Regions from separate parts of the Mus musculus genome. Here all the other regions are linked to region 3. Evidence: chromatin contacts called from public Hi-C and promoter capture Hi-C data. All regions are on one chromosome and are shown on one strand. The core of a region is the stretch at or near the end of the contact, and the rest is flanking DNA. Distances in the headings are between cores, read along the strand shown.

Region 1 (4,580 bases), core at 2-2,501, 2.1 Mb before region 3:
GGTTGTGCGACCATACGCCTTTAGATGGTACAGGTACATGACAGGAGAGAGGGGCTAGTACAACCCGTGTCAAGATGAAGAGATGCCAGAAAGCAGCCCTCTTATTACTCACAAATCCTGCCCAGGGACTAGAGGACATCAAAACTCAAAAAAGCATGCACAGAGTCTTGAACCATGGGATCTAACACATCTCTACTATTAGTTTTCCTCTTAGGAGAGAAGTTGATAATGACACAGTGATTTTGAGTAAGGCCATTTCTCCTGAGTCACCATGTTAATTACTGTACTTCCACACCACTTCCTAGTTTAGTCTGAGGTTTTCTGTCACTAAACACTAGTAGTTGCTTTGTTGAATAATTCAAAACAAAGGCTACCTTCCATACCTCAACAGCTAAGATAAAACAAATTTGAATTTATATGCAGTAGGTGTTAAGTTTTTATCTCATTACCAAGGTTCGGAGGGCAGTAAGGTCTTAAGTGTTGTGCAACCAATGACCTTAACCCACAAAAACTAGCTGTCAGTCCTACTGAACAGAACATTTAGTTTATGTAAGGGACAGAGCATTAGTACTCTATCTTGGGTTAGACGGGCCGTAAGCTGGGGTTGGGTTAAAGAACTGTCTCCATTCCTCTACGTCTCAAGTGCCTTTTCTTATGGAGAAGGGCTGAAATTCTGCAGGCTGCCACAACAGTACAGCGCTCCGTGACCTTGGGACAACAATGGCTTACTGGTTCTTAGAAGTCACGTTAAACTAGTGTGTGAGCAGCTCTTGAGAAGGGCGAATGCTTTGCATAGAAACTAAACTCCCACGATCAGTGAAGAATCTGTACTACTTTAATATCAAGGTAGCGACCCTCTTGGAGCTCGCCTTTGTGGCCAGATGACTCCCTGGGGGACCCGCCCGGAACCTATGGCTTCACCTAGTCGTGAGCTGGCGCCATTCCCCAGATCCCCCGGGAAGGGCTCGTCCAGACGCAAAAGAAGCGAGGAAGAAACCTTTTTACAAGGCTGGCCGTGGCGGGCCTCGGCTATAACCCCAGCTCTCAGGAGGAAGCTGAGGGATGCCCGCGAGTTCCAGGTCAGCCTGCGTTTCAGTGTGAGACGCAGCTCTCCCCACGCCCGGAAGCCCTCGCCTAAGGCATACTTCACCACCAGCAGGTCTGGGGTCCAGACGACAGCTTGCTCAGACCGCCTCACTCCAGCGCTTTGCGGCACCACGGCCGTAAATGCTCCGACCGTCTGCCGGAAGTGGGCGGAGCTGAGAGGCGGGGGTGGGCTCAGGGCGGGACTACAGGCAGCAGTGTATGGGACTCGAGGCCGCTTTCTTTGCTGGGGCGGGGCATCAGGCGGAAATGGGCGGGATTAGGTAAAAGCCGCGATGTGGGCGTACCTTATGTGGGAAGTGTGGCTTGTGTAACCAGTCTACGACTTGGGCAGTACTCACCGGAAGACTACAGTGCGATTGCGCAGGTTGTCCTTCGCAAAACACTGGGAGTTGTGAGTGGGCGTGGCCTGTCGTCTTGACAACCGTGAGCGTTCCTGCTCTGCAGAGTTCACTTATCCCTAAGCAAAGTTCCTGCTTCTGTCATGGTAAGCCAGGAAAGTGAGGGAGACAGGAAAGGGGCAAGTGCGGATTCCACTTCAGCGCTGTCGAGGGAGGGCAGGCAGACAGGGGCAGTGCGATCCAGAGGTGGCGAGATCCAGATCTTTGCAGTGACTAAACTTTACTAGCTTCCGGTGATGTACATTCCCACTTTGGCTCTGACTGCCTTGTCAGAAAAGTTTTCATTCCAACGCAGAACAATATGGAGCAAATTTCGTGTGTTGTTTCCCATTCTCCATCAAGAGATCATCAATTATCACACTCGTTGAGGGGAGATTCAGAGTGCATTATTTGTGTTTGCTGGCTGGAAGCCAGAGACACACAAAGGAGAATATTACAGCCCTCCGGCTCTGTCAGTTAAGCAGAATATCAGACACAAGCTTTACCAAGGTAACAGCTGGTGTATCTAAAGCGGAGTAATCAAGCTATTAAGGGTAGGAGAGAAGAAAAGATTGGTGCTTTTCAGTCTCTTTTAAGATATAAGTATGTATTTTCTGTAAGTGGTGGGAAGAAATGGGTAGTGAAGGCCTCCCCTGGCAAGACCCCCAATGGGTCATCAGCCAAGTTAAGACTGCTGGCAAATTACAAGAACAAGCACGTATTTGCTACATCGAAAGGTGGATTTAATTTCTTTTTCCTATCTACATAGCACTGTTTCTCAAAGACTTCCAAGCCATTTGGGGGAATATTTAAAATGTAGATTCCAGGAGGTTGCAGCTTCAAACCTAACTGTATCATGGGGCTTCCAGGAAACAAAGTACCATAAACATGTTTGCTTAAACAGTAGAAACTGCTTACCTCACCATTCTGGAGACTGAACATCTGGGGTCAGGGTGTCAGCATGGGGGCAGGGATTTATTCAGATCTCTCTTCTACTTCTAAATAGTTCTTTAGTGTGTAGCAGTGTAAACTCATTTTTTTCATACGATGCTTATTTTCTTCATGAGGGTCTGTATCCAAGATTCCTCTTTGTAACCTGTACCAGCCATATTGAGCCAGAGGCCTGTCCAGTTCCAGTATCAGCTCTTCTTAATTGGGTGAAATAATTACAGACCCTTTTCATAAGCAGGTCAAACGCTAACACACAAGAAGTTAAGATTTTAGTATATGAATTTGAAAATGCATAATTCAACCCCACAATCTAAGGAAGTATACAATTCAGGAAGGGAAGCAACTATACTGTAAGTCCAAGAGGACAAATTTCTCAAAAAGCTTGTCAGGAAGTCCTTTGCCACTTGAACGTTGAAAAGTTTTACTACTGATGGCTCTTATGTTTATGTGAAGGATAAAGATAGGACTTTCCCCACACCTGTTTCATGTTAGAAATACTAGTGAGGGATAAAAATGTGCCCATCATCTTTAGGATATGCTCTTTGAGGAGGATATTTACATAGCCTACCATACAGTATTTGTTTCAAGATGGAAATATGTTAACAATGTGTCAGGGAATACTACAGCCAGGATAAAAATTATTTGTAAAAATCACATGAGAGCAAAGCCTCCCTCGTTGCTCTCTCCCTGATGAATATTTATGGAGAGAATTTCTGAAATGTGTGCACCTTGCAGGAAGATGTCGTCTAAATCTCATTTACTGTGTGCCAAATTTGGCACTGGCATTTTAGAATGATGTTCCCATGGCTCGAACCAGCCCTTCCTATGTGCAGCTCTTCAGATATGTAAACTGTGTAATTTACACTCAGACGGCCTCTTACAGGTTCTTTACCAGAGAGCTGATGGGCACACAGGCCTTCTCAGGAGTTTACGAATAGCATCACGGGAAATACCTGTACTTGTAAATCAGTATTGAAGGACAGAGCTTTCCAAAAAGAGCAGACTGACTGTAAATCATGTGGCTGGGCAGTCTTCACTTCATCGTTAATTGGCAAACTTGAAGAAACTGATTCTCTCCCCATTTTTAAAAAAAAATACTATCAATCTTATGTAATAGAAAGGTTTCTTTTAGACAGCCGCTACATCTGCAAATTTGAAATAGTATCAATAGTCAGTAATGCGTGGAGATTTAGGGCATCTTTTCAACCAGTCCTTTTTTAGCTTGCTCTCCTATCACAGACTCATTGATATAGGAAATTGTATTGACTAACTCAAAAAGATGCTTCGTGAGAAATCTTGTGGGTTTTCTTGCCTGTGTTTTCAGTTTGTTCTGACTTCTTTTTATAGTATTTTTTCAGTTTAAGGTAGCCAAAGAGTCACAGAAAAGTTGCAATGGAGGCACAAAGGAAATTCCCTCGGGCTCTTCTCTAGCTTCTCCTAATTAATGTATTTTGTGATGCTCTGTTGAAAGTATCTGAATACTGTTTTAAAATGTGTCAATTCTTTTGTTTTCCAACTTTTTAGGCTCCCAAATCAAAAAAGGTATGTAGAAATTATGTTTTCAAAATAAATAGTTTTATGATCATACTGTACAAATGAATATCTTTTGGAATTTTATAATAATTTTCTAGTTAGTTATAGTTTATCGAATTTGCTACTCACCTTTTAGATAATAATGTTATTTACATCATTGGATAATTCTTCATAGTTACAGATGTGTTTCCCATTTGATGGTATTTCTAGTTTGAAAACATATAGATTGCATTTAGTGCTGACCGGTGTCTGGCTATGAGGCTTCACCTTTTTCTTCTACTGTAGAATATGTTAGGTTAGTCCTTCCTTTTCTCTATTTCAGATAAACATAAGCCATAGTTACAGTCCTCCTGTGACTAAAACAGGACCTTCAGCTAGCACACTTGTGGTTTTCTGCTTTTGTTTGTACAGTGTAGAAACTGAGGTTGAATAAAGGAGATACTACCCATATGTCTGGGATATCTTTTTCTCCTCTTTGCTTTGTAGATTGATAACTTTAAAGCAGATATTTTAATCTCCTAATTACAGGTCATATTTAGCCTACCAACAGATTATGTTTTACTTGAAAAAAATTTCTTTCTTTCTTTTTTTTATGTCAGTTCTTAAAGTGTG
Region 2 (4,902 bases), core at 503-3,002, 2.6 Mb before region 3:
AACTGAGTCTCTCCAGGACACTGACACTAACTGAAAACCTTTCCTATCTGCACAGTCAGCCCCGTGACTTGGCTCCCTCTAGGGGCTCTCTGCTGTCCCCCAAAGCTCCTGTAGCCCAGAAACAGGGCTTGATGGCAAAGATCTCAGTCCATTATGGCCAATTGAGCCCGGTACGGAAAGTACCATCTTGAGACTCTTCAAGGGAGGGGTGACTGATTGGGAGGATTTTTAGAAAAGATTTAATTACCTACACTGCAAATTACACTGTGTTGAATCTGATCCTCCAGTAGAAGAATCATCAAAGCGTGTCCAGTCTTCTTAAATGGAGTATTGGCCGTGTGTACTTTTGAGGTTTAGGGGTAGCTCCCCATGGAAATATATACGATCACAAGAACCATTAACATGACCACTAGAGGATAAAGCACAAACCACTTCCCAAACTGCTAGCGCAGTTGTCCGGAGCCCTGATTCCTGGGTTTATCAGCACCCCACCCCCACCCCCACCCTGCAGTGGGCTGACATTCCCGATTGCCTCCAGCAAAGAACAGGTTTTTGGGTTTAAAAAACAAAACAGGAAAGGTGCCGGTTTTCTGTGCCTCCAAGGTACGATCACAACCCCTGGCAACCACAGATTAAAGACTTTTAAAGAAGAAAGAAAAACTACCTACACCCCCACACACATACACATACACACACACACACACACACACATACACATCCCAAAACTGGGCAGAAACGCAGAGATCACCACATATTTAATATACTTCCCTGGGACAAAACGTGTCTCATGAAAAATGGCTGAGCACCAATCTACAGTTAGGTATCTAAGTGTTCGTCCCTGCTGTCAGCGGGTTGGAGGGATTTTTTTTTTTTTTCTCCTTAACGCAAGGCTTTGATGTGTTGGCAGAGCTGACCTGACAAGCTGGAGTAGGCTAGGAAACGTGTCCTGCATATTTCCTTCTGTGCCTCCAAAGATTAGGACCAGAACTGACTGCGATTAAACCCTACCTAGGATCCAAGGGCTTGAGCCCTTGATGCTGTTCGATGCTGGGAAAGTAGTGGTTCCGCAACCCCGGGCAGCTCGGCGATGCTGAAATGAGCAACCCAGCCCCTAGCTGGTCTCCGCCGCCCACCACCGGGCCGCAGCGGCCTCGCACGCCAAGCCCCCGACCCTTAAAGTTGAGCCTCCTATGATTGCCCTCTGCAAGTTTCCAGGGTGCAGGACGCAGCCAACTTTGCAAGCCGCCTCTGGGCGACTCGCTTCCCCGGAGGGGCTGGCCACCGGGGAGGCAGGGCGGCTACGGTTCAGACAAAATGCAGAAGCCTTCCAACCGCCACTTTTCCTTTTCCAGAGGGGAAGCTCTCCCTCCAGGCGAGCATCCGATTTCCATCTGGAGAGGGAGAGGGCCGACCGCGCATTCCCCTCGCCCACAAAAGTGGCCTCTAAAGTCGCTCGCCAAGGACACCGGGAAGGAGGCGACCCCGGGCAGGGCCAACTTTCGGGAGGCGAGGTGAGGGCGCGAGGGTGACAGCGGCGCCGCGGGGGGCGCGGGCCGGGAAAGTTGTACTTACTGCGCTCGCAGCCCGTCCTCGTAGTCCCGGTGCACGGCCCTCGGCGGAGGCCCGGCCCGCCCAGGCTGAGGCGGCGGCTGAGACGGCCGCGGCCGGCGGCGGCGGAGGGCGAGCGGCGGGCCGGGGCTGAGGAGGCCGGGCCGCAGGGCGGCGCGCGGAGGGCTGAGCCGGCAGAGAGACGCGCGGGGAGGGCGCACGCCGGCCTGGCCCGGCAGGGAGGGCGGTGCGCAGCGGCGCAGAGGAGGAAGGGCGGAGGAAGGAGGGCGGGACCGATAGGGCCGCGGAGCCCCGCACAGGGGCGGGATGAGGGCCGCCGCGAGAGCGAGCCAGCCGGGGAGGCCGCGCCGGGGCAGGGAGGACGAGGTCTGGGAAGTGTGGTGGGGGGCCGAGGAGGCGGGGCGGAGGGCCTGGGCGGGTGGGGCGGAGGCCGAGGAGGCGGGGCCAAGGGCCAGGGAGGGAGGGGCGGAGGGCCAAAGAGGCAGGGCGAACGGCCCGGGAGGGCGGAGCGGAGGCCTAGGAGGCGGAGCCAAGGGCCAGGGAGGGAGGGGCGGAGGGCCGAGGAGGCGGGGCCGAGGGCCGTGATTGCAGGTGGGCAAGGGAGAGCAGGGTGCAGAGCTGGAGAGAGCTGGATGCAGGGCTGAGAGGGGGGCGGGCCGAGGGCCAGGGAGGAGGGCCAAGAGCCAGAGGCTCCGCCCCTTTTCTGGTCGCGGCGCTGGAGAGAGGAGCAGTGTTATACCCCTCACCAGCTCGGGTTACAGCGGCGGCCCCGCCTGCAGACAAGGTTCGGGACAGCGCGGTGCGGCTTTGTGGGAGGCGCTGAGGCCGGTGGGCCGGAGCCTGGCTGAGGTTAAACATTTCCTCCAGTCGCTCGCAGGCTTGGGGTCGCCAGGCCAGTGAGACCTTGCAGCTGACCGCTCTGCGTCTGCTGACAGGAAAGAAGGGAGAAACGGCCCAGCCTTTCCAAGGACTGGTTTGAATGGCTTTTCCTGTAGAATAACTGTGAATTGATGTCCACCGCAGCAACCAGTGATGACCGTTGCAAGTGAGGAGAGATTAAAAAAAAAAAAAAATGAAGTGAATGAATCGAATGTAACAAAGGTTTTAAAAGAGTTGGGATCACTGGAAAGAGGATTGTCACAAGTTCGAGGTCAGTATATGTTACCCTAGCAACAAGCAGTATCAGACCTCAAAGAGTGAATCATATATTATTACACACACACACACACACAGAGAGAGAGAGAGAGAGAGAGAGAGAGAGAGAGAGAGAGAGAGAGGCAGGAATTTTGCCAGAAATTCAAGAACAGCCTGGGCTACATTCTTTGGTTCCAGGGCATCCTGGGCTACAGAATGGGACTGTCAAAAAAGAGAAAGAAGTCTAAGTCGAGCATTCTCCAAGGCATAGTTTGGATTGCTTTTCCTGAGTAGCTGTGATTCAGCAACAGCACCCCCACCTCCCTGAGCAGCAGGCCATGATAGAGGCAACAGACAACGAGGGGAAAAAAGGCAAATGAATCAGAGGTGAGTAACAAAAGTTTAGAAAGAACTGGGCTCAGATTCAAAAAATGCACCCACACACCTTTAAAAATAGCTTTTAATCAGCAAAGGACATCGGAACATTGACCTGGAAGTGCAAATTCATATGTTGTTTCACTATTTTTCTGTCATGCAGTGCCTGAAGTGGACAAAATTCAGTCTTTGGGCTAGAAATGCTCACACATGCCCGAAGCTCAGTAGTAGTTATTAATTTGGAAAGAGATGGTGTGGCATACAGTGGGAGAGAGGCTAGAATGCATTCCAGTTGTAAAATGTTCCCTTTATTGCCTAGGCACTTGCTTCTTATCATCAAAATAAGGATATGAAAAAGGACTTCCAGTTTCTCACTTCTGTTCGAGAGACTTTCTTGTTTAGACATTTGTTTCCTCCGGTTTTAACCTGTAGTTTCTCCCCAGCTCACTAGCTCCTTCACCAGTAAGTAGAAACAAAAAAGAGAATGCTAGCTAAGACTTAAATGCAAGGAAGCAACATTTGAAGAATTTGGTGAAAGGCTTTCTCTGGGAGTCAAAGGCACAATCCAAGGAAATAGGATTTCAGGGGAGTCCTCCTGTAACCCTAATAGGATCTTCTCAAAGGGGTTTTCTGGCCTTGAGGTAGACTAGCTCTAACATCTCCTCCCCCTGTCAGTCCTCTACTCAACCACTGAACAGGATCAGCCGCCTGCCTGATTGCCAAAGCCAGTGGAAAATCTTAATGCCCAGTTTGTGCCTTTTGCAGAATTTGCCAGTCTTGACCTATTCTTTTTATTTTTTTTAACTATAAACAAGTTAACAAGTTAACTTAACTGCGACCGTGCTCCTGTGACCAGAAGTAAATAGAATTTAGTGTATTATGAGTAGCCATGTAGAGAAGTCTTTCCTAAGATCCAGGTACCCAGTGAGGCATCTTATCCCCACACTAGAACACAGCCTTAGGGATAGCTTACAAAGTCAGATTTTTTTCCCAGTTCCAGATAAACAGAGAGAACCATTCCCTGCCTCAGCCCCATTTAGCCCCAGTTTTCCTCTCCTGTGTATAATACAGACTGCTTTAAGCTTTCTTAGCCAGGATTGTGTACCTGTTAGGATTTCCTGAGATGCCACCAAATGCCTTTGGGAGGATTGATAGACCTCCCATACTTCCCGTTTCTGATTCTATTCCTGGAAAGGCACCCAGCCAGACGGAGAGAACACTTGAAACTCTGTGACATAGTCTGATTGTAGAAAACAACTTGAGAGGAAGACTTCAGAAAATAGGCAACTGCGGATAGGGAATAGCAGCCAACAGGGAGAAGAACAGTGGGAAGAAGAGAGGGCTACCCATGGAGATCCATTTTCAAGTACTCAGTCATTCTGAAGGAAGGCAGGAAGGAAGGATAAGGGACACGGCTAACAAAGGAGCCCCAGAGTTTGCAGTCTGTAAAGCTTCACAATAGCTGAAAATCAATAATTCTGACACAATTAATATTGTGAATGTTGTTGACACAGGGTCCATATTTATCTTACACAACAACACTTTCAAGTAAAAATGTTAAAATGCCAATAAATCAGGCTTCAGGCATGGATCCGTATGACCTTGGACAGGCCCTCACTTTTCTCCCAGACTTTTTTGGGGACTCTCATGAGCAAAACTACCAACTTTTATTCACAGCAATCATAAGATAGCTCAACTTTCTACATTCCTGACATCCAGTGTGTGGCTAAATGTAAGCCTGTCAGGGTCACCTTAGGAACCTCATTGCCATCTCCTTTAAATTTCTTAGCAGCCCTTTGCCAATGAAAACTTCAGAGATTTGTA
Region 3 (4,481 bases), core at 1,805-4,304:
AACTTCTTACCCTGGGAAGGAGCTAAATTCGTAATCTGAAGTATGATGTCGATTGAATGCATACGGATTTCTTATTATCACAAAACAAAGTTAAGACAACACAAACAAACAAACAATAAAAGCAAAGCTCAGCAGGGTTCGCTTTCCTCACGGGATTTTTAGCGAAACAGGAAAAGCGATCCAGTTCTGAACGTGGTGGTCTAGCATGCAGGAAACAGGTAGTACATACTAGCTTTTATTTCAAAACTAATCTGCAAGAAGAAAGGCAGCCTATGAAGCCGAAGATGCTAATCAGGGGGTCATCTCATGATTTATTTGTCAGGAAAGTAAGCACTGTTCCCAGCATTAATTAAAACAAACGAGTCCAATTACTAGGAACCGGTTAAGCTGAAGCCAGGCTTAACTCCACTAAAAGTCTTCAGGAAGCATCTTAATTATAATCTCCTGTTGTTGATGCCTCGGGCAGCAGGTATGCACAAGCACTTTATTAGGAGGTCCACTAATTAGGAGGCTGAGCCTGCTAACCTCTAATTGTACAATTTGCAAATATTTTCTACATCACAACACCTTGTAACTCTGTGAATTATGTCCCATTAAAAATTATCGCTCAGCCTCAGTTTTCTTGCATTTTCCTGTATCTCTTTTTGGTTTGTTGTTGTTGTTTGTGGTTCTGCAGATTGAACCCAAAGGCTCCTGTGCTAAGCAAGTGCTTGGCCATTGAGCTACATCCCCAGACTCTTGCCTTCTTCTTTTCAGAGACAGAGTCTCACTCTGTAGCCCAGGTTGGGCCTGAAGTTTCGGCAGTCCCTCTTCCGGTCTTTGCATTTATACTTTAAAAGAGGAATTGGTAACAAGGCAATATATTTTCCTTAGAAAAAGCTATCTCTATCCCGCCATCCGTATAATAAGGCAGCTCTGGTCTTCGGGCACCATTGCTAGTGGGTGACTGACAAACTGAAGGACTTTTGCAAATTTCTTTTCTGGTGGGGAGGGAGCTGCAGGGACAGACGGTTTCTCACTGTGTAACTCTGACCTAAGTGGAACTTGCAATGTAGACCAGACTGGCTTTGAACTCAGAGATCTACCTTCCTCTGCCTTTCTGGGGCTGGGAATTAAAGACACGTGTCACTATTTTCAGCTCTTTCTAACTGGAGCGATGGGAAAGGGATTTCAACATCTCTATCCCCCTTTCCAAAGATCTGAGGCAGGGGCTTGATCTCTGTGTATCCCAAAGGATGAAGTTCAGGTTGTGTGAGGACACTTAAAAGGTCAGCTGATTGGCAAGACAGTCCAGGTTTACAGGAAATGTCATCCACAATTGACAGCAGAAAAGGCCAGCGGCCCACATGTCCGTGTGGGCATTTACCTCAGCAAGGAGTTTATCATCAGACCAAAAACTGCAAAGACTACCGCCAAGCAGGATGAGGAACAGTTGAGAAGATGCAGAGAGAACAATCTTAGATATAGATTTCATTAAAAAATGGTTTATTAAATAAAATGGTTCAGTGAAGGGGAAAACAATGTAAAGAACATGGACTGATTTGTAGTAGACCCTTGAATTCAGCAAGGATAGTTTAGGTGCTTAGGAAAAAGCTACAGGTGGGTCCAAGGAAATTATGTGAGATTGTGATCTTATTGTTACTGACAAGGATGGAAATTTCTCTAGTCCAAACAGTATGCAACAATGTATCTTTTACTTATTCTTTTTCTTCTTTTGAGCAGGACATTTTCTTTGGAAGAATTCAGTTTTGCCCATGGGCAAAATTCCTTTCTCAGGAGGACTCTTTTTGAAAGGGCGTTTCTGGTTCATTACCACTTCAAGTAATTTTTCTATCCTGTTTTAGTATTTTTGAAGTTAAAAAGACCATGCTGATATCTTCATTTAGGAATTTTCCATTCCTGATAAATTCAGTGCTGTGATTTTTTTCCCACTGGCATTTTCAGTGTTGATTTCAGTATTTACTACAGAGTGTATTGCCAATGCTGGGTTTGCCATAGTGTAGGAAGTGCTCTTGTTCCATCCTGTGTGTGGGCTTCAACCCCAATCATTTTCTGATAGTCTGAAGCAGTATCTAATACCCCACTTTGACAGGCTCATGATGTATCTAGAGTGGGGTCAATTTACAGAGACCTAGTGAGGTCTTCTTCGGGCTCATTTCTCACACTGACTACATGTACCGCTGGAGGTTCGTTTCTTGCTGACTTTTAGCCAGCACTGTAGACCTTTCCTTTAGGCGTGTGAATGCTTAATACTTAGAGAGCTGGATGTGCAGGCACAAACCCATCACCTTAGCACTTGTGACAATACACCAGGAAGACTGCCACATTCAAAGCCAGCCTGGGCTGCATACCAAGGAGAGGCCAGCAGGCAAGATGTTGCCTCAAAAAAGAAAGTTCACACTGACACACAAAGTTCACACTGACATAAGGAAGTGTGAAGTGCCATCTATAACCCAGTACACAGTACAATTGCCTGTGACTGAAATAAGTCTTTGAAGAAATAATATTTATTTTCACTAGCTGAGATGCGTGTGTGTAATTTTTTGTCCCTTTTCCTTTTTTTTTTTTTTTTTTTTTTTTTTTTTTTTTTTTTTTTCTTTTTTGAGCCAAACTTTTCGTCTGTTGCCCAGGCTGGCTAAGAACTCGATGCAATCCTCCTGCCTCCACTTTCCAAGTTCTGGGTTGACAGGTGTGCGTCCCCACACCTGACTCTAACCAGAGGATTCTTACTGAAATTCATAGAAAACCACTACTCGCATCAGTACCCCTTCCTGGTGGCCGTCTCAGGAAACACTAAAAGTAGACTCCTCTAGTATGCTTGGCAGCAGCAGTCTGTCCAAGGGCCAACAAAATGAAGCGCGGCTGGGTTGTCACCAGCGCCGGGTGCCCAGAGCGCTGGAGCGTGTCCTCAGCACGGCTCCTGCACCTAACCGACCCGAGGCTGGGTAGATGATGCAGGGCTCGACCGGTTCCCCTGCTCTCCAGCTCAGCCCCGCCCCTCTCCCATGGCCCCGCGAATTCAAATCGGCCCCGCCGCAGGGCAGAGCACCGAGAGATCGATCGCTCCCGCCCCTCGAGCCGCCATTTTTGGAAGGTGGGAGGAGAAAGGTGGGTGGGCGCGGTGCCTGCTTTGCGGGATGCTGACTGGACTTGGCGGCTCTCTGCAGCACGTCAGGGGTAGGGCAGCACGGCTGGCCGGCGCCCTTCCTCCGGCTGCTTCTCCGGAATGAGGCCTCGGTGGCCGCGCGGGACGACTCGGTTCCTGCTCAGAGCGTGAGTGCGGCGCGCGCGCCCTCCGCTGTCAGTTGGCGCGCGCTCCCGACGCCTCTCCGCGCGCCCCCGCGCCCCCCCCCCCCGGGCTCGCGCTCGCTCGCTCGCTCGGCGCAGACTCGCTTGTTTGTTTCTGCAGGAATCCTAGGAGAGGCCGAAGCCGCCGTGATGCCGGGGAAGCTGAAGGTGAAAATTGTGGCCGGTCGCCATTTGCCGGTGATGGACCGTGCCAGTGACCTGACGGATGCCTTCGTGGAGGTTGGTTCCTGGTCCTGCCCCCCAGAGCACGGGGCGCCGAGCCCTGCCCTTCCCGCGGTCCCCGGCTCCGTGGAGGGATGCCCGCCCGCCCCCAGCCCGTGAGATGTGGCCATCGGTCCTGGACACGTCCCGCTGCCAAGCTCGCGGTCAGGGCGTCGGTCCGACCACCTGCCGGTCCGAGGCGTGGCAGCGGAGACGCTCGCCACGACCTCGTTTGCGGTTAGGAGGTTAAGGGCCATTGCTGCAGCAAGTCCACGCAGCCAGCCCTCTGGGGACACCCACAGCCCCACGGTGCGACTACATCCAACCCGTACCCCAACACCGTCTGAATCATCAGTGCAAGTCACACACAACAGCAGCACTAAAGCTGCCCTTGTGTAGACTGGTAGGGAGGTGAGCTGTTTCAGGGTAATTTATTGCCTCGAGGTAGGAAGTCAATTAAGTGCCATGGGTTTCAATTGCAAAATTGCTCTTTAAGTCTAATGATTAGTTTAAAAGTCATGCAAATTAGCACAGGCCTACTGTCCGGAAGTTAATAACTCACAACCTGAAAGAAGCCAAGGAGAAATTGTAATAAAAGTTGACATAATGAGGCAGACCATTAGAGCAATAATCATTTGGGCTATTAATGCTTAGGGTTCAAAGACATATGACAGTATACTTATACTCAATATATTCTTAAACGTTCCAGAACCTAATTAACTGCAATTCACTGTATTTTTTATTTTATTTATTTTTATGGCATTTGTTGAGTTCAACTTCATCTTTTATTGAAACAAACAAACACAAACCAAACTAACCCCCCCCCCCCAAAAAAAAAAACAAAAAACAAAAAACAAAACCCAAAGCAGTTTGCTCCTGGGCCAGATGTCAACAGAGATCTAATGATAACTGAAGTTGTACTGCCTTTCAGGCAGCCTGGAGAGTAATCCACACAGCTGATATTAATATCT
Region 4 (4,775 bases), core at 542-3,041, 2.2 Mb before region 3:
CGTACTCTACCTGGAGAAGATCATTTCTCCTGCTCTCCGCGTTTCCTGGTTGCCCATAGTTCTTCCTCTAGGGTGGAGGCCCCTGGAGCTTCCCCTTCCGTGGTCGCATGTCCATTGGCGGTGGTGTCATCCAGTTCTTGTTTAGGCAGCCATGATGAGGGGACTTCATGAGCATAACCAAAATTGTGTTTCCAGAGACGCGATCTCACAGTACACTTCCTGTTCCTCTGGCTCTTACAATCTTCCCACCCCCTGTTCTACAGGGATCCCTGAGCCTCGGGTGCAGGAGCCGTATTGTGACAGATCCTTGGGACTGGGCTCCACGGATTCTCTTTATCAGTTTCTGTTGTTTTGTTTCATTTTGGGTTTTGGCAATGCCCTTCCTCTGTTGCAAAGAGAAGTTCCCTTGATTAGCAGCGAGAACTACGCTTGTCTGTGGGTATAACGACAAATATTCATAATGTAGTTAGGGAATGTGTCTGTTTAGTAAAGTGTCCATTGTAAGTCCTTCTCCGGGCTCCATGGCTCCATTAGCTCTGGGTAGATGGCTAGATTTCCAGCATGGCATGCTTCCCTCTTGTTAAAGCAGGGCTTTCTGGGCATTTTAAAGCCTTCGTATTTACTAGGCACGCAAAGAGGTAACAATGAAGCCTGACGTACATAGTGCTTTCAGATCAGTCAGATCAGTTACACAGAGATGGCTTAGCAACTGAATGCTTGCTGCTATTCCAGAAGATCCCAGTTCAGTTTCCAGCACCCACTGTAGGAGAGATGAAAGAAGCCATCCCTTTTCTGACCTCTGTGGACACAGCACACAGGTGACAGACATTCACATGGAAGCATGTAACTAAAACTAAAACTAAAATCTTCTTTTTTAAAAATTCCTCCACAATACTAAAACTATCGGAAGGTGTCTATGATGCAAATATTCTATATATACATAGTTAATGATGTTTGCACAACACATCTGTCTCTTGCTTTAATTTAATCAGGGTTAGTTATAAGGTTTTTAAAAATGGCTTTTATTGGCATGTGTGGGTTAAAAACATAAAGCAACATTCACAATTGTATGATTTCATTTACTTGAGAGTAACCAAAAAAATGGCATCTGTGATTTCACCTAACAGCATCCTGAAGCTCTGGCAGCTCGCCCTGAGAGTCCTGATACCAGCCTGCCCCATCTTTGTCTATGGGTATCTGTGATGGTGAAGCATTTGCCAGCAGAGGGAGCTCTTTTGCTAGAATCCAAAGCGCTTACTTGTCTCTCTGTCTCTGTCTCTCTCTCTTAGGAAAAAAAAAAAAAAACTGCAAACTACGAAGCAGTCCGCTTTGAGGCATTGTCTTCACTGTTACATGAAGTCGCTGAATGAGCTCTGGGTTATTTAGGACTACACAGATGTCACGGGAGAACGTCGATTAATATAATTTAGTAAGATGTTTGTGGCTTGTGCTTTTTGTCTGACTACTTCGCACAACCTGACAGACCCTCCTGGATGTGCCGCGCCTGCTTTCAGGACCTGGCTTTTTAACCCCCGGCTGGAGGGAGACACTGTTTTTTGCTTTTTAAATTCGGCTTGGGTGTTTGTTTGCAAATAGGATCTCACTACGTGGCTTTCAATCCTCCTGCCTCAGCTCCACCGCACCCGGATGCAGTTTAAATTTGGTTCTAAACCGGGAGACATCGTAAGTCCTGCATCTCCGAGCCCTGCTGGCTTTCTTCTCCAGCTCGCTGCGTCTTACAGCGACCACAGCACGCAGTCTGTTTTGAGCATCGGAGTGGCCAGTCATCTCACAGAACCGTGGCGGGTCAGCTCTCACGTGGTTTAAATTTAGCCGCTAGGAGCCACCCGCAGCATCTGCTCCCGGGTCTCCTTGAAAACTTTTCGTAGAAAGCAAAAAGATCCAGTGTCAATCGGCGGGCAGAGCTGATGTTCCCTGAAGGCGAAGGACGTCCTACTGGACCACCACCTGCCCCATTTTATTTCATTAAAAATATATGCATGTGTATATATGTGTATGTATGTATATGTATATATATGTGTGTGTGTATACACACACACATACATATGTGTATGTGTGTATATATATTCATATATATGTATATATGTATAGTTTTCTCTCCACATTTTTACATAGCCCAGGCCAGCCTGGAACTCAAGGCAATCCTCCTGTCTCAGCCTCTGCGAGGCAGGGATGACGGACACATGCCAACCCACCCCGCCCTACTTCAGACCTGGCGGTCGGCAGGTCCGGCGACTCCGCCCACTGTCTTGCCGGGGAGGGGCAGGCGCGCTCCCGTCCAGGTCGCGGCACGGTTGTGTCAGCCCCTATGCAAATGAGATACCCAGAGCGGCCAATCGGAAGCCGGCGGGGCGGTGACGTGCTCTCAGAGCCCGGTGGTATTTATAGCTCGTATTTAAAGAGCCCTGGGGAGTCTCCCGCTCGCTGGGCGGCGGCGCGGAGCTGCGCGGTGGCGGGTGTCGAGGGGGGGAGGGGGCTGGGCCCGGACGGAGAGTGCAGAGTGCAATGGTCTCGCCCCGCTCCTAATGGTCCTTGCCTGGGCTCCTGGACAGAGGGAGAGCTCTGTCACTTGAACAATTAATGTTTCTTCCTTTCCCTTTTCTTCCTTCCTTCCTTTCTCTTTTTTTTAGCTCTTTGGACAGAATCTAACTCTAACCTAAGCTGAACTGTAGACCACTGTATAACACAAGCTGGTCTGTCCACGAACTCTCAGCGAAACTCCTGCCTCAAGTCTGAGTTTGCAGACCGATGTTGCAGTCGTGCACCATCGCGCCCAGCTTGACTATACATACGAATTTACACATATATATGTATATTATATACTTTAAATCATTTTTTAAGCTAGGGATTTGGACTCTCAAGCAAGAGCAGAAGATTCACTCCGACCCCACCCCAAGCCTCAGTCGGAGTCACCACCAGTAGTGGGGTTTCCTGGTACTTGCTGCTTGGAAGCCGTCTTCCTGGAGGGGGGGGGAGGGGAAGACAATACGAGCTGGAAAGCCAAGAGTCGTGGGATTAGGGGGCGGGGCAGTTGGCTAGGTGACAGTGTGATCATGGAAAATAAGATGCAAGATAGTGGCGGTGATCATCCCGTTTCAGTCGACTGATCGCCAGACTCTGCAGTGCGAAAGCAGGAAGCGCATGACATCAGAGGACGGAGGAGCCCTGAATAGGACCCGGTGTCTGCAAAGCTGGCTGGCTTCCTCTCTCCTCCTCCCCTATACCTCTATCTTATAGCAGAATTTGGTCTTGACGGTGAGCTCAGGCACTGGGTGCTGCCCTAGGGAGACACTGACCAAGTTTAGTATGCCTGGGTGCCTGTTCACCTGAGTGTATAATGACACAGACCTCAGATTCGTTTAAGGACAATCAGGCTGTTAGATGGGTTTGTAGAAAGGAGCTAACCTAAAGTGCTATGATTACCACCCTAACCTAACGAACAGATGGCGAATGGGGAGACCCTCACTAGTATGCAGGACACAAAGGCTTCTCAGCTACCTCCACAAATACAGTTCTCAGTAAGCCAAGATTGGGTTGTTACCCACCAAAGGGTCTGGGGTGTGCCTGGTCCCTTCTTGTTTTTTTGTTTGTTTGACTGTCTGTCTGTTTGGTTTTTGTTGTTGTTGTTGTTATTGTTCTTCCTTAGAAAGGTGTGCTTGACATAGATCTCTACAGACCAGGCTGACCTGAAGCTGTGTAGCCCAGGTTGGTCTCACACTCGGAGCAGATCCAGTGCAGGATTTAACGTTGCTGTGCACAAAGCCAAGGATGAAATGAAGCTGGATACGTTCGTTCGTTTGTCTGACTTCTGGGAAATCTGTGCTGTTGCCTCCCCTGCTTGGGGATGGCTCCCCGGCAATTGCAAGGTTCTCCCACCTTAGCTGGACTGGCTCTACACTCAGTCCCTATGACAGCCAGCAAGGCTGAAACAAAGGCAGTTGCTACAGCTGGTCACAGGACAGTCCTGTGGGCAACATTTGGAGGTCTCCGACACACATGAGACCGTTAAACTCTCACAGTATCGGGTGAGCTGAGCCCAATTTACAGATAAGAAAACAATTCTCAGACTCACTGGGACCGACCGCTGGTAGGACGGAGCCCAGGCCAGAGTTCACACAGTTCTCAAAGCCTCTTAGCTGCCCTTTGCACCTGTCTCTGGGGGAGGGGCTGTGACAGTGATGTCTTTGTTCGTCCCTGCTCTCCACCAACTACAGTCACCCTAATCCTGGTTTAACATGGTGGCTGTCAGGGGTATCTAACGTGAGTTAGAAAAAAAAATGGTTTGGGAAAACAAGGTAAACTAAGCTGATTTTCCAATTGTCTTGAATTTGTAAAAGTGCTCTGTAAAGTTGCTTAATGATTAAACTTTGGGCAGCCACTTGGCAGTGGCAGAACCTCTTCTTACTAATCGTACTGAGAGCCTAGGAAACTGAGTAGTGCTCAGATTAGCTAACAACCTTCTTCAAGGTCAGACGGTGTGCACGGATCCCCTTGTGAGGTGACTGCTCTATCCACTCTTAGACAAGAGCAGGCTGGACTAGCCTCATTTGGGAAGATGGACTGTCATTAGGATCCGATATTTGAATGAGAAACTGTAAGGCCACACTTGTGAGTACTGGACACAAGAACTCTGGAAGGCGGCCATCTGATTGATTGGGTTTACACTAATTGGGTTAACCCCAACTGGACAGTCGGCCCTAGGCAACCCTGTGAAGCCAGGGGCTTGGTTTCCCCATCTGTGGACTGGAAATTAA
Region 5 (4,327 bases), core at 1,727-4,226, 2.0 Mb before region 3:
TGTTTCCTATAGATAAGAAGCCTTGACTATGTTATATGCCTGACCTCCATCTAAGAATGCTTTGACATTTCCTTTTCAAAGTATCTGCTGATAGCCCAGTATTGCCATGGTGGCACAAACCTGTAATCCTAGCAATTACACCCAGGAGGATGACACAGAAGATGGGGAATTTAAGGTCATATTGGCTACTTAACCATTTCCAGGCCAGTCTGGACTACGTAAGACCCTGTCTCAAAAAAAAAAAAAAATCAAACAAGGGGATAGAGAGATGGCTCAGCAGTTAAGAGCACTTGTTCTTCCAGAGGACATGGGTTAGATTCCCAGCACAACCTAACAGTTTACAACCATATATATATATATATATATATATATATATACCCAGTTCCAGGAGTGCCAACATCCTCATCTGGCTTCCTCAGGTATCAAATACATACTGGGGCTCAGACGTACATGTGGGAAAATAATAATACATATAAAATGAATAACAATAACAGAGATACAGATGCCCAATACTGCCTATCAACACAAGATACTTGTATACAATCCAGGAAGAAAGCGTTAAACATGCAGGTGGCCTCAGGATAGATACAATGTTAAAAAATATATATATATAAGTAACCATTCAGGCAAGCTACAGCAGGAAGGTGCGCTCCACCTTAGAGGCAAGTGGGCACAATCAGCTCACAGGCCAGCCCGACCTGCTGCCAAATAATACCCTGACTAGGTTCTTCAATACTGTTCAGATGCCGAATCAAATGTGACTAACCACTTCCTTATTCTCTGTTGTGGGCATTGGCCTGCTCATCTGGAAAACCAATCCCATCTTCCCACAGCTGGCACATGAATTTGAGATGGGTCAGAACAGTTGCTAATTTATTCACCTAGCTCAAGAGTTTCAGAACAGCTGAGGACATTTGAATACCTTTCTTTCCGACTCATAATTCAAGTGTCTGACTCAGAACTCGAGAGGCCTGGGTGGCGGTGGGGGATGTGTATGTGTGTGTGTGTGTGGCTACTATCCTCACTCTTTGCTGTCCCAAGTCGACCTGCTATGTAGAGCATTGTGAAAATGTGAACTGCTCTCTTTGCCCAAAAGTTGATTTTCACAGGTGTTGAGAGAGACCTTCATGTAAAGACATGGTCTTGAGCAAAAACCCATAGGTGTGCCTTCTCTGGGCAGGCAAAATACACCCATCTACATGTGTTCCATGAATTCTGGTAGCTCGAGAGCAGGTGCATTGAGGAAGGAAGTCCACACATGAAAAAAAAAAAAAAAAAAAAAGCGCTTCTAATACCATTCCAACCAATTGTCTCTGGAGGCTGGGCTGGAGGACCATAACCAGCAAGGAACCCCACAATGGCCTTTGGGATGTGTCATAACTGTAGACACTCCTGCTCAGATGCCACAGGGAACCCTTGAGAAGGGGGACCCAAATTCTTACTTGCTCACAAAACACTGAGATGTAATATCAATTTCATCAAAAGACAGATGTAAGTGGCCGGTGGGTTAGTGCTCTGAGCATGGGCTCTGAAGCACCAAACTGGGCGCAGCTGCTTATCGGTGCCTCCACAGGGTAGCTCTTCTCACAAGAGACCCTTCTCCAAAGCCTCCTGAGCAATGACAACACTGTACCCTCCCTGATTTAAAGAACAGTTTTTATTGCTTTCTGAAACATTGAAAACCAGTGAGCTGTACAAACCAAGACAGTAACAATAAAATATTGAACAATGTTGCTATTCTAAAAGGAAGCAATTCCTTAAACGCCTCAGCCACTTCCTCAGGCCAACAGTGAAAAAGGTACAGAAATTCACAATAAACCCAGACCAAGCACCATTTGGGTCACGAGATAAATGAACTCTTATGTCTGGAAAAAAAAAATCTGTCCCACTAAATTAAGAAGTTCACTGAACAAAAGCAGCTGTCCGGTAAACGGCGAGGCACGCAAGCTTTACAATTTCCATTTCATCTTTGTAGAATAAAGCAGGTTTATAAATAGCCTGACATTTGTAATTTGACACTTGTCTTCTCACATTATTCTTGGTAAATGCTCATAATAGGCCTTTGGCTGGCACACAAAATTCTAAATACCCGTTTCAAAGGTAAAGTATATTTGAGCAGAGGAACGCACACAGTTTAACCCCAGCACTCTGGAGGCAGAAGCAGGTAGATCTCTGTGAGTTTGAGGTGAGCATAGTCTACAGAGAGTTTTAGGTCAGTCAGAACTACACAGTGAGACCCTGTCTCAAAAACAAAACTAAAGTGTGCATATATATCCATACATACACACACACATTTATATTAAGAACACATTAAAAATTTTAAAGCAAGTTTACATGTGTTTAATATTGATACACACTCTTGCACACAAGGGTAAGTTGCCTCTGAGCTAAGTAAGCCCCAGCTCTGTTTCATTTTAAACGGAAAGATAGCCATAGACAAATCTAGCAACAGCCTGGGGTGCGGGGAGCAGGGGAGGGGTCTATGGCCCTGGCCAGAGGCTGAGATCCCGGGAGCGAGAGCGAGCGATGCTAGCTAACCCTTCCACTGGCTAACCCAGCAGCTGGGATCCAGGAAAGCGGCAGAGGCTCTTCCTCCTCATCCTGGGCGACATGAACCAGAGTAGAATGAGCTACTTACACTGAACGCCCCTGGTCTTCAGCTCCTGAGTCTGAGTAGTGCTGGGGACTGTGATCTCCTTCTGGAATCGCTTCCTCTAGTTCTTGTAGCAGAGGCTTGCCTCATGCGCAGGCCCCATCCTGATCCCCCTGACCCATATGCACAGGTCAGCCTGGGTTTGAGCCGCGGGAAGGGCGCTGGATGCTTGTTCTTAGGCACAGGAAACTGGAAATATGCTTTTCTTCTCAGGGAAATGATAAGCGTAGGCTCAACTTCTGCAATTCTGTTTGCACGGGCGGGCGCAGCAGGCCCAGATCCTTCCACCCAGAGAGTCCCTAGAAGCAACTTAAGCTTTCTGTACTCCCCTCTTTCACCAGAAGGCTGTTAACACCGCCTCCTCTGCACCCCTGCACCCCTGCACCCTTGCGCCCTGCACTTCCTCTGCGCAGGCTAAAGGCCAGCCTCCTGGGACAATTGAATAGTTCCTTTTTTCCCCCTCCTCCATTTTTGCTTCACATTTTAAGGACATCTGAGGTGATATCCCTGAGTTTCATATTGCCAAGGCCTCCGGACCCCTGGCTCTATGTGCTCTCTGGCTATGGACCTTCTTCCTAGTGGGCACATCTTGCAGCCGCTTAGCAATGTCTAATGGTTTCTGAATGAAGTCGAAATTTTAAAAAAAGAAAGGGGGGGAGGGGGTGTGTGGAGGGAACGACAGAAACACCCTGAGCTTTCAGTGACACTTCAGTCACAAGTCACTCTGAGAAACTGTGAGGAACTCAAACTTCTTTAGAGAGGACCTGAAAAAATGAAAGCATTTAGAAATACAGGCTCTTGAGTAAAGCAACCCCAGAGCTCACAATCAACTCCACAGCTTCCTCGGGCTGTTTCGGATGAGCACGTGGCATGACTGGCTCCCCACGAGCTCGCTGTGACACCTGCGGCACACAAGTAGGATGTTCTACATTGGGAGCAGGGTGACAAGTTTAGTTTTTACACACCAACACGAGCTATTTAGAGGAAAGTGGGTGCGGAGGGAAATGCGTCTTTGTTTCGTTAACCTTTCTCCTTTGGACTGTCAATCATAGGAAACGGGCAGAGCTTTAGTACCGGAAGTATCTCCCCCAACACAGCTGGAAACTCACTGGATATTCCCACTGTGAACTCAGAGGTCATTCTCTACCTCTTATCTCCCACCACAAATGTCCTTGAGCCTTTAGCACTTCTCATTTGGCTCCCACTCTCCGCTAGCCAGCAAGACTAATCTGTGGCGTACTGATGACTCAGTGGTTACCAGGAACTGCTTGAGTACAAACCTTAACCCACTGGGCCCACCCATTTTGAATTAGGATCAAAGTGGGGGGGGGGGGTAGAGGGAAGACAGCCATCAGTCCCAGGCTCCTTGCAGTTAAAGCCTAACTGTGTGCCTGCATAAAACAGCACTGCTTATAACATCAGAAGCAAGAAGGACCACGGCCCTTTCAGCATCGTTTTGTATATAGAGGCATTCCCCAAAGCTGCTTGCGCGACCGCCTACAGTCGCTTATGCTCTGTAATGGCGCTAAAACAATATGAACAATGTATATTGAAATCTACACTCTTAAATATTTATAGTTCTTACTAAAAGAGGTAATGCTCTTTTGAGATAGGATCTCATATACCCCAGGCTGGTCTCTAATTTTCTATGTAGCTGAGAACTTCTGGTCCTCC

The links. Promoter capture Hi-C pulls out the DNA fragments that hold promoters and counts their contacts. Hi-C and Micro-C count contacts between places; a contact is called where the count stands out from the background.
Region 1: a promoter capture Hi-C map of liver shows a contact between it and region 3, with 4 times the contacts expected there. The contact joins the promoter of Etfrf1 here to the promoter of C2cd5 in region 3. A contact is called at or near these places in 4 of 39 promoter capture datasets (the 3T3-L1 cell line, embryonic stem cells, liver and 1 more), 1 of 484 Hi-C or Micro-C datasets (the N1E-115 cell line), 3 of 115 datasets of contacts at active chromatin or transcription factors (astrocytes, large pre-B cells and stem cell-derived neural progenitor cells) and 2 of 9 other capture datasets (adipose tissue and liver).
Region 2: a promoter capture Hi-C map of hippocampal neurons shows a contact between it and region 3, with 4 times the contacts expected there. The contact joins the promoter of Rassf8 here to the promoter of C2cd5 in region 3. A contact is called at or near these places in 2 of 39 promoter capture datasets (hippocampal neurons and pre-B cells).
Region 4: a contact with region 3 is called in a Hi-C map of muscle stem cells, with 3 times the contacts expected there. The contact joins the enhancer-like site here to the promoter of C2cd5 in region 3. A contact is called at or near these places in 1 of 39 promoter capture datasets (hippocampal neurons), 1 of 484 Hi-C or Micro-C datasets (muscle stem cells) and 5 of 115 datasets of contacts at active chromatin or transcription factors (astrocytes, embryonic stem cells, large pre-B cells and 2 more).
Region 5: a contact with region 3 is called in a Hi-C map of B cells, with 5 read pairs. The contact joins the promoter of Lrmp here to the promoter of C2cd5 in region 3. A contact is called at or near these places in 1 of 39 promoter capture datasets (hippocampal neurons), 1 of 484 Hi-C or Micro-C datasets (B cells) and 4 of 115 datasets of contacts at active chromatin or transcription factors (the 230-238 cell line, bone marrow-derived macrophages, embryonic stem cells and 1 more).

Annotation. Positions count from the first base shown.
Region 1 is chr6:145,207,818-145,212,397 of GRCm38.p6, reverse strand. It overlaps Etfrf1 (electron transfer flavoprotein regulatory factor 1), which reads right to left and starts at 1,251. Exons shown (of 3, transcript NM_133688.3): 1 at 1,146-1,251. Casc1 (cancer susceptibility candidate 1) reads left to right here and starts at 1,428. Exons shown (of 16, transcript NM_177222.4): 1 at 1,428-1,591; 2 at 3,960-3,977. The coding sequence starts at 1,589.
Region 2 is chr6:145,743,637-145,748,538 of GRCm38.p6, reverse strand. Rassf8 (Ras association (RalGDS/AF-6) domain family (N-terminal) member 8) reads right to left here and starts at 1,752. Exons shown (of 5, transcript NM_027760.3): 1 at 1,573-1,752. Gm15704 (a long non-coding RNA gene) reads left to right here and starts at 165. Exons shown (of 4, transcript XR_869590.3): 1 at 165-1,511; 2 at 2,505-2,719; 3 at 2,902-3,090.
Region 3 is chr6:143,098,725-143,103,205 of GRCm38.p6, reverse strand. C2cd5 (C2 calcium-dependent domain containing 5) reads left to right here and starts at 3,054. Exons shown (of 29, transcript NM_001362113.1): 1 at 3,054-3,273; 2 at 3,410-3,528. The coding sequence starts at 3,439.
Region 4 is chr6:145,338,452-145,343,226 of GRCm38.p6, reverse strand. No RefSeq gene overlaps it. Among named protein-coding and RNA genes, the nearest start is that of Gm38926, 7.6 kb to the left of the region's middle. Within about 2 kb of position 1,791, at least 422 of the 459 cell types and tissues checked have an H3K27ac peak or open chromatin away from gene starts, as enhancers often do. A contact at or near this core is called in astrocytes, hippocampal neurons, muscle stem cells and 2 more, where this site is marked.
Region 5 is chr6:145,120,418-145,124,744 of GRCm38.p6, reverse strand. It overlaps Lrmp (lymphoid-restricted membrane protein), which reads right to left and starts at 2,976. Exons shown (of 19, transcript NM_008511.4): 1 at 2,639-2,976.